Linked DNA regions of Zea mays: region 2 is linked to region 1. A link is a contact called in public Hi-C data. All regions are on one chromosome and are shown on one strand. Each heading gives the region's core, a stretch centred on a gene start, on an enhancer-like site or on the middle of the called end of the contact. The rest is flanking DNA. Distances are from core to core; before and after follow the strand shown. Region 1 holds the start of LOC100383398 (putative calmodulin-binding family protein). Region 2 holds the start of LOC100282991 (membrane-associated phospholipid phosphatase).

The links. Hi-C and Micro-C count contacts between places; a contact is called where the count stands out from the background.
Region 2: a contact with region 1 is called in a Hi-C map of ear, with 1.6 times the contacts expected there. The contact joins the promoter of LOC100282991 here to the promoter of LOC100383398 in region 1. A contact is called at or near these places in 2 of 25 Hi-C or Micro-C datasets (ear and endosperm).

What each region holds. Positions count from the first base shown.
Region 1 is chr4:194,001,763-194,004,591 of Zm-B73-REFERENCE-NAM-5.0, forward strand. LOC100383398 (putative calmodulin-binding family protein) reads right to left here and starts at 1,491. Exons shown (of 9, transcript NM_001176053.2): 1 at 1,049-1,491; 2 at 573-687; 3 at 442-507; 4 at 70-158. The coding sequence starts at 1,206.
Region 2 is chr4:194,572,528-194,575,494 of Zm-B73-REFERENCE-NAM-5.0, forward strand. It overlaps LOC100282991 (membrane-associated phospholipid phosphatase), which reads left to right and starts at 1,441. Exons shown (of 4, transcript NM_001155895.1): 1 at 1,441-1,653; 2 at 2,083-2,675; 3 at 2,815-2,967. The coding sequence starts at 2,138.

The sequences.
Region 1 (2,829 bases), core at 241-2,740:
CATTGCGCTATTTTGTTCAAAGAACGGAATTTGCCAATGTGACTAAGCCGTTTGTGGTGAGGTTCTTACCAGTAGAAGAATGGCTGGCCTGCTTGGCTTTTGCACCATTCATCGTAGTAGAAGTGCAGGTTGTGCCCATACCTATGCCGCGGGTCGATCTACACAGAACAACTGAACAAGTGAATACAGCTATAAAGGTTCCATTGCAATTTAGCGTTGCAAACAACTGAGTATCACTTTATCAAGAAACGGACGCGACTTTTATGAGCTGAACAGGCGGGCATTTTTACAAACCATGTTCACACAAGACTAAAGTCCAAGTCAAATGATAACGGAAAGTAGCCTCCTTCCACACAGACGCATAGGAACAGCACCAGATCCAAAGTAATTGTACTAAACTAAAAGGTAGCACTAGCGATTACTAGCACAGTATGTACTCACCGCTTCGATCCAGTGCTGGAAAGCCAGCTTGAGGGCCTTGCCGTCTCTGGATAAACCCTGGCCCACCTGTTACAAGCCAGCGACATGAGCAACAGACGAACATGAGTGACATGCGTAGCAGTTGGGAGGACCTTGGATGCGTTGAGGCTGACGCGGTTCCAGCGCGAGGCGGCGGTCTCCGGTTTGGGCTCGTCGAAGAAGGAGACGGTGCTGTGCTCCAGGCGCGCGTAGTCCAGCGCCTGCCACCTTCGTTCATTGACCCCAATCACAAACCCCATCTATATCAGTCTCAATCAAATCTCAACCTCAACAGGGAAAAAAAAGAAAAGTCTTTAGTAAGCTGTAACCAAATTTAGGCAAAAAAAATTTCCAGGGACACCAAAATCTGCAAGAACCAAAGGAGGGCCGTTTCGATGGAATGGGACGCAACACACGACGCAGAGCAGCAAGAACCGAAGAAAAGCGAATCCCAAAAAAAGCAAAGGGGGCGTACGCCGCCACTCTCGTCGTTCAGTACCAAATCGAGCCGGACAAAGGGGGGGAAGGAGCCAGTAGCCACACCACCAGAGGCATGGGCCGTGGAGAGGAGAAGGGTCCGAGAAGATACCAGAGCTCCTCGACGACGACGGCGGAGTCGGCGAGCTTCCGGCGGGTCCGGTAGCTGCGGTACACCTTCTGCACCTTGGTGGCCGCGCCATTCTCGCCGGGGCCCTCCACCGGCGAGGGAGGCGCCAGCTTATCCGGCCCCGCCGCCTCCACCTCCATTGCTCTGAGATTGGGGAGCGAGGGTCCGACGCGCTAAACTTGGACCCAGCCGGCGGTTTCGTCCGCGGAGGCGGAGGCAGAGGCCAGAGGGAGAGGGCGAGAATGGTTCTGCTCCGGGCAGGCGGGCACTCGTTCAGTGTGTCAAGGACGAGGAGGGCAGGTGCGAGTTTAATCCGTGGATTAACACGCGAGCCGAGGGGAAGGGAATAACTAAAGGCAATTAATCTAGAACGGGGAGCAGGGCAGGGATCGCATTCGCAGCAGGAGGAGAGGAACCGGACCGCGGATACGACGACGACGAGTCGTTGGCGCCACCTACCGCTTCTTGGCTCGTGTTCCGTGGCGGAGGGTGGCGCCATAACTGCGCGTGGCTGGCCCACTTGTCATAAAGTAACTAGCGCATGACCAAAGGCGTGGGTGCCTGGGTGGTGCCGTGGTGAGATGGCAATTGGTACTCAAACCCGAATGGTTTTACTCTTACAAGTTTTGGTCAATTTTTAACCGACGGGTCATGGTTACGGCGGACAGTGGATTTTTTAAACCCGACCAAATCTAGTGCATGCTGTTATTTTATTTTATATTCGAACAATAAACTTGGTGTCTCCTTATTTACTTCTTAATTTTTATCAAATGTAAATGTATAAGTAGTTGGTGGGAGTTTTGCTTGCTTGCTTGCTATTACAGTTTTACTAGCGTTATATATGTGGTGGATGGATAATATAGTGCAAGCTCACTTGATTATACAACTTATCATTTATGTTTATGTCATATAAATGAGAGATATTATAAATATACATATATACTAATAATTCGAATATACAAAATATGATCGTATCTGAATAATTGTCTCATTTAAGAAATGTCTATCTATATGATATATGGAAACCGTAACGCAACTAATATAAATAGGGATGGATCCTAAACATCCCAATTATATTACAAATTTAATGTTTTTACATAGATGTGCATAGAATTTGGTGCTAATCTTTAATCATGTTGTTAAGCATATTATTGAAGACAAGAATATTTTTTGTATAATTTATTGTGTGCATTATTTTCTCCCTACAATGAAAAAGGTGAAAAGCTTTGTAACAGTTTCCGAATTTTATATCAATTATTTTTAAAAAAGATATATATATATATATATATATATATATATATATATATATATATATATATATATATATATATATATATGAATCTTAATAAGCTCAATGTTAAAAACAAACATATAAAGTGACACAACAAATTCTATATCTTATTTGTTCGGAATCGAAGAAAGAAGACCAAAAACTTAACATCCGTATAAGTATCTGAATCCATACCTAAATATAAAGCATGAGTTTACGAGCGTCGCCAGCGTTCGTCGTGCGCCAGCGAAATATGGAAAAAGAGAGCAGCCAACGAGATTCAAATTGTGGTCTCTATCTAGGATGAAAGCACTCGCTTCAAACCATTACAACTTATGTTAGCTTATGTTGTACAAAGAAACATTATCATATATAGAAACCGTAACGATGCACATGCAGCTTAGTACTAGTTATCTTCTATTTGTCTACTGTTAAGTTTCATGAACCAACTAATCTATTCAAAATGTTAAGATGATGGAGAGAGGTGAACAAC
Region 2 (2,967 bases), core at 191-2,690, 570 kb after region 1:
GGTTGCTGCGTGAGTTGGTCCTTCAGATGTGTGGATCATGCGGATGATGGGCGGGTACCTTTCGGTGATTGCTTGGGCTAGTACATTGGTTGTCTTACCGTTTAATGATGTTTATTGGTAGAGTTAAGGTCTGTTTAGAGTAGGAGTAGTAAGTAGTAGATTTAGGATATGTTTGGATCTACCTCGTAAACAATTTATCAACTAATTTTAGCACTTTAGGTTCCAAACTGATTAGCTAATTAATTAGTAGAGGGCTAGTAAATTGTTTGACCATTAGCCATTTAACCTTGCTAATAGATACTAATTAATAGATCATAAAAAGAGAAAAGACCATTTCTCTGTCGGTGTCTTTCCTTTCCCTCCTGGCTAATGGTTTGTCGTGGGTAAAACGAAACTATGTTTTAGACATCTAATAGCCAAGACTTCAAACGTACTTGGGTAATTGTTTGTCAGCTAATTATTTGCTGGCTAGTTGTTAGCCACTGAAAAACAATTAACATCCAAATAGGGTATTATGGTGTATTTGGTTTAGCTTTTGCCCCCTAAAAGGTAAAAGGCAAACTAAAGGACTCAAACTAGGAAATAACTTTTTTCAAAAGTCGGTTTTCTTTTAGTGTAAAATTGAAAGTATCAGGAGCGGAGTCAGGATTACGATACAAGAGGTGCCCATCAGTCCATCAAAACTATATGATAAAAAATATTATATAATGTTATCAAATCTAAGTACTCGACGTGGAATAAGAATTCTAGATCTTTATAAATTATTTTAGTTCATGAGTCCATTTTCTAGCTAATTGATATATTAACTAAAGCTGTGACGCAAGAACAATACCAAAAAAGAAGACGACTGAACGATGAATATCCGACTAATGAGATTAAATTTTATATAATGACTATAGTATTCATGAGGTAGCTAACAAAATTTTGAGAGCATTCAAAAATCTAACTAGCCTCGAGGATCCATGAAAATTCGTTAAACTATGTCGGTACATATCAAATTTGTCGTGTATACACCAACTATCAGGTGAAAACTTTAGTTGAAACTTGTAGATTTTATTATCCACAAGATTTAATGTAGTATGTATATAAGTTGTTGGCGCTCATTCTGCTACTTCGCGTGATCACCTTCTTTGGGCTTTGGTTTTGGGGCTATGGTAGAGCCAAGTCAAGTGGTCAGTGGCAATCGACAGTTGCCTAGCCAGGCGATAGGATGAATCATAAAGGGGCGAGGTTCAGATATCAGCGTCTACAAGCGAATTAGGTTTGACGTTACATGCATTGATTGATCATTCAACTAGGGTTTTTGGCATTTTACAGCTCTCAGTCCAGCCTTTTCCAGAGGTCAGAATCCCGTCGGCGTCAGCCCGTTCTGTAAAGCTGCACGGGGCTGGGCCTCAAGGTACTACTACTACGTGCTTTCGACGGCCCACCAGGTCGGTCAGCAGTCAGCACGTCTCCGTCCCCGACGATGCCGGGGAGCAATGCCAATGGAGGGCGCAGCCTGTACGGACACGGCCGACCGGCCATCTTCATCCCCCTCTCCTTGCCGCCCTCGGTTCCGGACTCTGCTCCCCTGCCCCATACCCCCACCGCTCCTCACGCCTCGCCTGACTGCCAAGGCAATCCCGGAAGCTCCTCCCGCGCGCGAACATGGTGATGTTCTTTCCCTGTCCCGTGTTACTTGTTTCGGATCAGTATATATATATGGACATTTCATGTTTCATGAATATATTGTTACTGTGATATTCTTGATCCGTTATATTTGTAATCTTTGGATCTTGCCCGCTGCTTGGATCTAGGCATCTAGTTTTCCCGGTTTGTCATAGGCTGCGCATGGCGGAGTCACACTAAGCAACATGCTCTGGACCTTAGACAGATGGACCAAATGCGCATGCTTGTTAATTCGATTCCCCCTCATCAGCGCCAACAAGCTGCCGGCATGCTTTAACATATGATGCTTCGTTGCTATTTCTGGAATGAATAGACCTGATGTTCCGAGGCACACATGTTTTATTTTCTTCTTCAGAATGAAGTCAAATTTCACTGCTCTGCTAGAAATGACCTGCTGGAACGTTGGTGCAGATTTGGCCTGCAACAACGCAGAGGAGGTGATCTTATGTAACTACAAAAGATAGTAATGGGGATATCCAAGGTGACAGGCATTGCCGCGACAGCTTTTCTTGTCACATCTGTTAGTCTGTGCCAGTTGGGAATGAGGATTATTATGCTTCCATTCCTAGCCACCGGTATTGTTGCTTCCATTGTCACGGTTGCATCGCATGATGCCATCAACCTACCGTGGATCTTGGGGAAGAACTCGGTTGGAAGATTTCCTCTTTGGTCGATTATACTGTTTGGTCCTTTCTTGACGCTTGCTCGGACATATGCGATGGTTAAGAGATACATGAGGAAGGAGGCCGTGTATGACAAGATCGTGGAAGGCCTATATCTCGGAGGATGGCCGTTTCTCTTGAAACATTTGCCCCCTGGAAACCCATCTGTCATAGATTGCACTTGTGAGCTTCCAAGAAGTTCATTCGTTCCAGCAAACGAGTATCTTTGCCTTGCAACTTGGGATACCAGAGCTCCAACACCGCACCAGATCGAAAAGGCTGCACGTTGGGCTTGTGAAAAGAGATCTGAGGGGAAGCCAGTTTATGTCCATTGCGCATTTGGTTAGTAACCCACGTTTTGTTATAATTACTTTTAGGATTGCATCTTGATGTTTGTATTGTGTACATAATTGTGTTCCCTAGTACTGTATTTGTGCACTATATTGACTGTTAGGTTTGTTCTTTGTGATGGACACATTAGGTCATGGAAGAAGTGCCTGTGTTGTGTGTGCAATTCTAGTAGCGCTGGGTACTGCTGAGAACTGGAAAGATGCTGAGAACATCATCCGTGAAAGAAGAAAGATAAAAATGAACGCCCTTCACCGTAAAACCTTGGAAGAGTGGTCCAAACAAC